Linked DNA regions of Gossypium hirsutum: regions 2 and 3 are each linked to region 1. The links are chromatin contacts, called in public Hi-C maps. All regions are on one chromosome and are shown on one strand. Each heading gives the region's core, a stretch centred on a gene start, on an enhancer-like site or on the middle of the called end of the contact. The rest is flanking DNA. Distances are from core to core; before and after follow the strand shown. Region 1 has its middle 17 kb from the start of LOC107886483. Region 2 holds the start of LOC107886477 (protein terminal ear1). Region 3 has its middle 57 kb from the start of LOC121225546.

The links. Hi-C and Micro-C count contacts between places; a contact is called where the count stands out from the background.
Region 2: a Hi-C map of leaf shows a contact between it and region 1, with 2.3 times the contacts expected there. The contact joins the promoter of LOC107886477 here to the enhancer-like site in region 1. A contact is called at or near these places in 4 of 34 Hi-C or Micro-C datasets (all in leaf).
Region 3: a Hi-C map of leaf shows a contact between it and region 1, with 4 times the contacts expected there. The contact joins two enhancer-like sites. A contact is called at or near these places in 2 of 34 Hi-C or Micro-C datasets (both in leaf).

The regions. Positions count from the first base shown.
Region 1 is chrA03:94,218,690-94,221,974 of Gossypium_hirsutum_v2.1, reverse strand. No RefSeq gene overlaps it. Among protein-coding and RNA genes, the nearest start is that of LOC107886483, 17 kb to the right of the region's middle. Within about 2 kb of position 1,689, at least 2 of the 9 cell types and tissues checked have an H3K27ac peak or open chromatin away from gene starts, as enhancers often do. A contact at or near this core is called in leaf, where this site is marked.
Region 2 is chrA03:94,694,968-94,698,252 of Gossypium_hirsutum_v2.1, reverse strand. LOC107886477 (protein terminal ear1) reads right to left here and starts at 1,541. Exons shown (of 5, transcript XM_016810448.2): 1 at 517-1,541; 2 at 1-343. The coding sequence starts at 1,249.
Region 3 is chrA03:94,484,925-94,488,209 of Gossypium_hirsutum_v2.1, reverse strand. No RefSeq gene overlaps it. Among protein-coding and RNA genes, the nearest start is that of LOC121225546, 57 kb to the left of the region's middle. Within about 2 kb of position 1,584, at least 3 of the 9 cell types and tissues checked have an H3K27ac peak or open chromatin away from gene starts, as enhancers often do. A contact at or near this core is called in leaf, where this site is marked.

The DNA of each region.
Region 1 (3,285 bases), core at 440-2,939:
CGATGAAAGTTTGAAGAGATTGCAACTTGAATATGTGGGAACTTTTTTTGTAAAATTTTATAATATTATAATTTTAGAATTTTTTTATGTATTTTGTATGATTTTTAAAAATATTAATTGAAAAGTTTTATAATTTTATTAGAATTAAGGATTAAATTAAAATAATTTATAAATGTTGAAGGTTAATTTTTTTATAAACTAAATTAATAAAATGTATAAGCATTGAATATCAAATATATTATTATACAAAATTTAAAATCACAACATCATCAATCCATCGTAGACTTAAAAGCACTTAACAAAAGAAATAAAAAAAAAAGATAAATTTTATTAGTTGAGTGAAAAAAATTTTGCCGTAATGAATAGTATAATTTACTTATACATTTTTCTGAAGTTAATGAAAATATAAAAAAGATATAAATATTTTAAAAATAATATTTTTGCCCAGCAAATTTAGATTAATGTTTCCATAAAATATATAATAATAAAAAGTGACAATTCCCAACAGTGTCAGTTTAGCATTCCAATGTCGGTTAAGAGATAGCTGAATATGATTATTATTATTATTATTTGTTCAACAGAGATAACTGATTGATGAGGACAACATATGTATAATCAGATCAACAACGTGGTTATAACTTATCTACTACGGTTGGTAGTTTCAATTTTATATCCAAGAAAAAAAGATTTCATTAATTTAATAATAAATGATTTAATGCATTTTTTTAAAAATATCATCATAAAAAGTACTTAACCTTTAAAGTTGCAAAATGTTACATCAGAAAAGGGGAAAAAATTTTGGCAAAATGACATGTGCGTTCTGAATATATAATTAATTAACCCTCAAATTCTATATACAGCTAATTTTATTTTATGAAAAAGAAAATACTTTGCTAAATTTATTAGAAACAAATACCATGTTTCATTAAAATGAATGAAATGAAATGTGAACATTTGAAGCAAACACATGGAATATGGGGTGGGGACTTGCAATGTGAAAATAATGCCGAATTTAGATCCTATTATTTATAATAATTTATTGGATTCAGGTATTGTTTTGTTTTTCTCTGAGAAAATAAGTTGATAGATCGAAAACGTAAACATTACACATGGTTGAGATACAAAACCTAACGTGCTGGAGATCCAATCCTCAACATATTCAAATTTAAAACAATTAAAAAAATCATTTTAATGGTGCCAAGACCAAACTTTTTAATCTTAAATCTATAAGTGGGTATTTAGAGATTGAAGATAGAAATGGGAGGGAAGCACGTTCTCCCATGTGAACCTTGTTCCCCCGCATTCTCCAGCTCTAATACCCAACCCCATTCCCATTTTCACAGGGTTTCTTAAATCCCATCGGTGTATGCGGTGCAACTCTCTTAACTTTGTAGACTGACAAAAAGGGCAATGTTGTCGAATACAATTCACCACTCTTTACCAACACTACTTTAATCCCACTCCACGTGTCTTTGGTTAATGCTGATGATCCCACCATCTTTTTGCATTTTCATTATAACTATACAATTATGTTTTCATTTATTATTTAATCATCATTTTTTCTCTGATTTAGTAATAAAAGCAAAAGTCTATATATTGTCTTTATACGCAAGATATACATATATGAGTAGGGTAGATTTATGGATGAAATTAATAAATTAGGTCAAAACATCACATGGGATGAACAACATGCCATGTGCCTTCCCAATACATGAAAATGACACCTTTATTTCCCTGTTTGCTGATAAATTGGCACAGGCTGAATCCAGATCCATTTCCCATTTCCCCTTTATTATTTCAACTCGCTAAATGTCATTTCATTTTCCCCACACAACAGAATTAAGTATAAAAATTCTGTTTAGCTTTAATGATTGCAGAATCTAAAGTGGATATCGTTAATGATGATGAAAACTAACAGCGCCGTCACTTTATTAAGTGAATGCCAATCACACAATAATATTCCATATAATTGTCACCTTTACACACACACCCCCAAATAAAAATGCAAAAAAATTGGATTTAAATTGTGAGGGTGAAATGTTATTTAGGGCTATTTATGTAAATATATATATTTTAACTACAAATGAGACTTCAAATTTAATTATTATATTTCACATCTAATAATAAATTTAATTTTTATACCTTTTAATTTCTATTTACAAAAAATATTTGTGAATTCTTAATCCAATTAAAAAAAATATCCCATAAACGCCAACAACTTGGATATAAGATTTAATTTTCCTTAACTTTATTTATTCAAACCCTTAATTTCACTTTTCATTTTTCTTTTTTATAATAGGTTAATGTATTTTAATTCAACTTAATTAAATTTTGATATAATGATTTATTTAGTTTTTTAATTTTATAAAAAAATTATTTTAGTCTTTTATTTAAATTTTTTATCTTTTTTAGCTTTTGAACTTATAATTTTCTTTTATCAAATCACCCCAAAATGGATAAAAAATTTAACGTTTTTATACGGTATACATGTGGACGACATATTAACATCTAATTAATTTTTAAAAATTAAAAATTATTAATTAAATTTTAATGTTGACATATTACATGATAATCCACGATTATATTATGCCTGAAATTTTCCTTGTATAAAAAAAACAAAATTAAAAGACAAATGAAGGAGCCTATTAGGTTACGGAATTTGCTCCAAAAATATCAAACTTGGGTGATACGAAAAGAAAACTCCAAAAATGATTCTTATTATGCTAAACATCAATATACTAATAGATTGATTGTTTGACTAGAATCCAAAAAAGTACGTAATTACTGCAAGGAACAAATAACACATCTTTGTTTGTCAACTTTATTCCCTTCTTCTTCTTTTTTTAATATAAAATAGGGTTGCTAAATATTTGATTTTCTAAACTAAGTCCTAACATTCCCTTGAATAATTTAGAGAAGAAGAAGAAGTCAACCAATTCCTAATGATTGGCTCAATTGGTAGTTTATGGAACTAATTGTTTGGTTGCACCAAAGATCCTTATATTTTAGTGTGATGCTTAATTCCTTTTGTCTAACTTGCATCATCATTTTATGGACGTAAACAATCTCACATGAATAAATTTGGATATGGACAGTCCTGTAGAATTAACGGACGGCCAAGGAGCCCACTACATCAAATCCTTTGTGACAACTGATAAAAGCATTTTGGCTAATCATGCTAGTATTGCGTGGGTTCTTGAATTCAAAAAATACTAAATTTAGAGATTTGAAAAAAAATGGTACTTTGAGATATATAGTAAGGAAGCAATTCAAGAATCTAGAAAG
Region 2 (3,285 bases), core at 292-2,791, 480 kb before region 1:
GGAAGAAAAGAACGAGGTATATCGTTGGAAGAAAATCTAGCAGAGAATTTACGAGGCAGCGGCGGGGGAGGTGGGGGAGAAGATGAGTACTTGGGATTTCTCGTATGGGGATTATATTTATCAGTGAAAGCTGTAAAAGCGTTAATTTTGTTAACGTTGTTATCACTATTGAAGAGCTTCCTGCTATATCCTCCGGGTCGACTAAATTCAATTGCAACTTGCTTCCCATTAATTTCTTTTCCATTCATTTCTCTCAAAGCCTTAGCCGCATCCCTTACGTCATAAAACTCCACAAACTTTTGGTGTTTCTTCAATGGTGTTTCTCTCAGTTCCTTCACTGGGCCTAAACAACAAACCAGGTTGCAAAATTTTGTAACAAAGCATGAAAATATCTTTGACTGCTAATCAAAGTATCAACTCCCCCCCCCCGCAAAAGAGTAAAACAAAATAGATTGAACAACAAAAACCCAAACAAAGCAAGCGAACATAAAAGACAAGAAATGAACCGAAACTTACCATAAGCTTGGAAGATTTCTTTGAGTTGCGAAATTGAAACGCCGGTGTCCAAATTGAATACCACAACAGTTCCTTGATTATTCCCCTCAGGGACAGCATTGCTTGCCGGAATAGTGAAGTGGGCCCAGACAGGCCTCCCGGCTATGAGTCCACGCGCAGAAGGGAGTGGAACACAAGCGTTGGACACACCTGGTTCGCACCCGGTAGCAGCCGCAGTGTACTGGTCTCGAACCCTGGCTTGCTCTTGCATGTGCTGCTCGCGTATTTCTTTCAACGCTTTCTCCGCATGTCTCAGATCGTAGAAATGGACGGTCACGATCCCTTCTCGGACTCTTTCCATCTGGACCCCGCGTACTTCCCCGAACACTTCCAATTCTTTCCTCACCTTTGACTCGCTCACATCGCATGGAACCAACGTTAACACCAAAGCCCTCGTCGCCGCCGCAGTCGGAGGTGGAAGTGGCAGCTGCGGTGCAACCACCATGGACGCTGTAGTGACGCAAGGCGCTGGTGCAGGTATAGCTACAGGTGCATGTAGAGGCAGGGCAGCATGGAACTGCGGTACGCCGCCGCTGCAAAACGGTACCGTTGGAGACGCAGCGTACGGGTAGTAAAGTTGGGGGGGTCTGTAGAGAGGAAATTGGGGTTGGCAAACTACGTTTTGGGCGGGCCAAAATTCTTGTGCCGTCGGGTCAAGGTTTCCAGGGAACCGGACCGTCCCGGTTTCCCCCATGGCTGTTTCAGGGCGGAGAACCAGTAGTCCACCACTCAAAGGGGAAAAAAAAGCTTTTCTTCAACTAGATAAAAAGGAGCCGAGAAAGTATATTTATGAGAAAGCTGTTCTCTTTTATCTGAGTTCAGCTTGGGAAATTAAAAGCCCAAGAAAACATTTTCTTTGTTTGTATTGTTGTCGTTTTCCATGTCCAAGAAAAACTCATTAAAGTTGGTAGTCGAAGTGTAAGTAAAAACGAAAAGGAGAGAATGGATTGGGAGGGTTTTGGTTTTTTTTCCCTTTCCTTTTCGCTATATACTTGGTTTCCAGGAAACAAGAAAAGGTTGCCAAAAGTGTCGTCGTCTCCCGAATTGCCACCTCATGGGAAAGATGATGACTTTTTTTAGAGTGAATAAAACCCCTTACTTTCTGGGTTTTTGTTTTTGGATTTTGATCATGATCCTCGTAGTAATTCGGGGGTTGATTAAGAATTTGGAGCGTGCACGTGGCCACACAAATGAAATGTGTGGTGCGGGTTGAGTAATAATAAGCATTGCTGCATGTGAGTATTACTTTTTTTTCTTTTCATCTTTGGTATTTTTGACTAATCAGAGACAGTCAGACTCGGACAGACTAATCGCTTCTCCACCTCTGCTTTTATTTTTAGCACAGTGCAGTGCACCCTCATTTATTCTTTCACATCCGCATCTATGTGTTATTCTCCCGATAATTAATAAATTAAATTGAGATATTCAATTATTAAGATTTTTTTTATCATCCAATCATCAAAACTTATAAAATAATTATTTAATTATTTAAATATTTTCATCATCGATCAATAAATGATTACTAAAAGTTAACTTGGAGTTTTTAAAATTAACATAATAATAATTTAAAGTTTTAAAATTTAAAATTTTAACATTTATATATTGTATCAAAAATTAAACTTTTAACATTTGCACATTATACTTCCATAAAACACCACCTTCTTAATGTAGATGCCTATTCTTCCTCCTTTGGTATATAATTGTACAAGTACATGAATTATTTTAATGTGATACAATTAATCCAAAGTAATTAACCATAATCATATATTAGTCATTAAAGATGCATAATTTGGTTAATGTACCTAGTAAAATTCAATATATGTACTTTAAAGATACATGATTTTAGTCAATGTACCTATTAATGTCTAATGTGCATAGTACATTACTTTCGTCAACATGGTTGTTGAAGGGATTTTTAACCTATTAATAAGAAGCTGTGAGTCCTCTTAGCATTGAAGGGATTTTTAACCTATTAATAAGAAGCTGTGAGTCCTCTTAGCATGTTTAGTATTAGGCTTAAGAGTGTTTATGCTCAATTTTAATTCTAAATTTTGTCTATTGCCTCCATCAAAATTTTGTGTCGAGTTCATGAAAGGGAAGTACCTTTACCTACCATGCAAATTCATATTTTGTGTTTAGTAAGATTTGAAACCCTGTCCTATAGCATATATGGGTTGAATTGGTAGGACGGGTGCCACAGTCTCCTCAAAGATCAAAAATTCCCTCAATAATCTTTTATGTAGCCATAAAGGCCACAAATTCCAACATTCTCTCACTTTGCCAAATGGTCACATGAGTCTTTTTAGATGTATGCACTTTAATTACAATAATGATCAAACTATACTTAATTAAATAAGTAACTACTAAAAATCATGGTGGTTTTATATCATTACAAATATAATTCCTTCTATGCATCACAATAATAGTATTTATCTAGACAAGTCAAAATGAGGAAGAAGATGAACTATATACATTTATATTCATGTTCCATAAGGTCCTAACTCTAATGTCAAAACACCACAATATTTTTGTCACATATAATGAGCACAAGTAGACAAGAACAAGCTTTCATGTGTCCAATTAAAACTACTAGTTGGACTAGTAGTGGACACATGCACATTATGCATTTTAGGCCAAATGCTTAGTTAATGAGTGTATAACCATTTTCTCTCTTTCTTTTTTGAATAAGGGTTTATAACCATTAGGTGAGTGTTATATGGACACTTTCTA
Region 3 (3,285 bases), core at 335-2,834, 270 kb before region 1:
AAATATATGTTCACTTGTGAATTGTATGTAGACGTAGTTAGTATCCACCAAAGAGCTATACTTATTTGTGACGTGCATACGCATGAGAGTGGTTTATTCCTACTAAGGATAGTTATTGTTTATGTACGGAACCCACTAACTTTTTTTGAACTTTCCTAACTTCATTTATCCCTATTTCAGGTCTTTTAGGGTGGTTGCAGATTTTTTGAAGGGATTCAGCCATATATTTTACTCAATTATGAGCCATTCATTTGCTTAATTTGTAAAATGTGTATATGGAGGTGGCTTGTAATTTCAGCCTCTTTAAAGAGATTGTACCTTCATACAGTATTTTGTATAAGCTAACTTTTATTGGCACTTCGCCAAAAATTCAAATATGTTATGTATGTTTTGACATACTCTTATATTTTGCCTTGGGTATATGTCATAACAACCATAATCCGCCAAGCGGCATTTCTAAAACTTGTTCACTATTATATATTAAATAGCTTAATGAGCAAAAAACTTTTGTTGTGATATTGCGTGATGTTTTTAGTCCTTTGTTAACACCACCGTTCACCGATCTACTTGCCGGATTATGGGTGTTACACCTTTATGGAGTATTGATTCCTATTCTAAAGCTTTGAAAACTTTACATTTTGGTCCTTTTTCAAGCTCGAGTTAATAAATGAGCTTTTGTAAGCTTGAATGAGTCTAGGAAAAGATCGTATAACTTAATTATGAGACATTTTGAATATGAATGCATATATTATTGTGTAAATTGATTATTAAATGTTTATATTTGCTCCGGCAACAACAGTAGCATCCTGTAACTTGGACTCGGCGATTAGGTCGAGTGAGGGGTATTACAATTTGATTGGTCTATCAATTTATTTAAATGGTCAACGTGATCAATGACGTAAACCATTAAGGAGGGCGTAATTGATTTTTTTTTCTTAACAACAAAAACTTAATTGATTATGAATTTAATACATAGACTTAATTGATTTTTTTCATATTTTCTTTTAAGGTTTTTTTGACATATAAACCAACATACCAATAAAAACTTTCGCTTTTATTTCCTCTTTATAGGCAATGATGACTGGATTCAAGCGAAGTTTGCTTTTTCTCTCCCAAAATTGGATTTTCAATTTGTTGGCCTTATCTTCTGTTAATTGTGTTGTTTATCTTGTAGTTATTTTACTTTTGTATGGAATTTGATCCTTGTAAACTTTTAAAAGTTGAATTTGACCAAAAAAAAATTTTTAAGTAATTTTTTATAAATATAAATTTATATCCAACAAAATAAAAAATAAAAATAATTATATTAAATCAAACGAGATAAAAACAATGCGACCCAACATAACCAAAGTTCAAACCATAAATTTCAGTAAAAAGAAAAAGTAAAAGAAAACAAACAGTAAGATTTTATTTTAGAAAAAGATGTAATGGGTCCCACTTCGGACGTAGAAGCTGAACCATGATGGGAAACGTCTTCTGTTTTTGTTTTAGAAATAAAAAATAATAAAGCAAGTAGGAACCAATCACCGACTGAATTGCGACCCACATGAGCCAAGGTGGCCAAACACGTGTCACGTGCCTTAATTGAGTTAACATGCTGCTTATTGCTGAGCACAGTGTAACGCATCCCATTCCTCCCCCACCAATAAAATAAATGAGATGTTCATCATCAACTTTTGATTCTTCCTGTTTTCTATGATTAAATCATTTATTAATCTAATATACCAAACACATTGCTACAATTTTGGACCGTAAAGTTTGTATGATAACATCATCCGACTGAGGTGTAATCAATTTGTTTTTTTTTTCAATTTAATTTAAAAAAATTATTTTTTAATTCCTTTTATTAAAATTTTTATTTACTCCAACGTAATTTCATATAAAATTTTTGTGTTTGAATAAAAACTCAAATTCTGATTTAAAAACGTTTCATCAGGTAAAAATAAATTAAACCCATAATTCGTATATTGAAATACTTGAATTTGGTTTATTCAATAATTTGAAGCTTTCATTTAAGCCCAATTTAATAATAATCAAATTAAATTGTAAATTTCTTATAAAATCCAATAAGTTACGAGCATATATCAACTTGCATCTTCTACATATATATAAAACCAGTTAGCATCTCCGATAAAAAATGTTAAAATAAGGCTTATAGGTAAAAAAATTTAATTAGGATTTTATACCAGTTTTAAAATTAGTTAGGAATATGGGTCGATTTAACTAGAAAGCACATCCAACTAAACACACTTTCCAGTTCTCTCTCATAGGGTTAGAGTTTTAATTTTATTAGGGTTCGGGTTTTTTAGGGCTTAGGGTATTTTAAAAGTGATCAGGGTTTTTTTAGTTCTCTCTCCGAAGGCCTAAACCGAGGTGGATACAAGAAGGCTCTCAGGAGGAGAGCAAATATTTCGGCAAAGTAGAGGTCAAAATCAAGTCAGCGCGACAACGGTTGTAGTTATTAATGGGTTGTGTAATAACGACAATTGTTGTCGCTCCGAAAGGAGTATCACCTGTACTGCACCGTAATAACCGCCCCCCGCCTGAGAGTCCTTTTGCATCCACGACAATGCCGGCCTTCGAACAAGAATGAAGGTTAAAGGTACCAGTTTCCTGAAAATGGAGAAAAAATTACACCGATTATAGCTAGAAACCCTAGAGTTTTTCTGTATGAATATGCCTTCAAACTTCTGTATGGTATTTATAGGGCATTATTTTCAAGTATTCGAAAAGATTGAGCTCAAGGCCGCGTAACATCCGTCAACTAGCTCCCCCTTATACCTCGATCCATTGTTGCATAACAAGCTTCGATTGACACCTCCATATCGACTTCTAGCCTTGACCGTACAAAGCAAAATCACCCCATAACCGACTTTCCTAGGATAGGCTTTGGAGGAAATAATCCTATCTTGGCATGATATATGAAATGTGTGCGGCTTAGAGCGGTATCACATCATTGAAAACTCAAGAATACCTCGACCGTAAACCAAATATTTTTAGTGACGAAAATTTTTAAGATCGGGAAATGGTATGTAAGCCATTTTATAGCGGTATGAAAGGATTGGAGAGAAATTATATAAGTAAGGGATGATGAAGCTTGGTATGTGAGTCATTTTATAGCTGCATAAAAGGGTATGTTTGCAAAGGAAAACATTCAAAGTGCGTTGAAACATATTCTAAACATGTTGAAGCATTTAAATCATCCGAATTATTCGAAGCATCAAGCTTTTCAGCCTCAAGAATAGTTAATATGTTAGAGAAAGCTTGTCAAACATCGATAACATT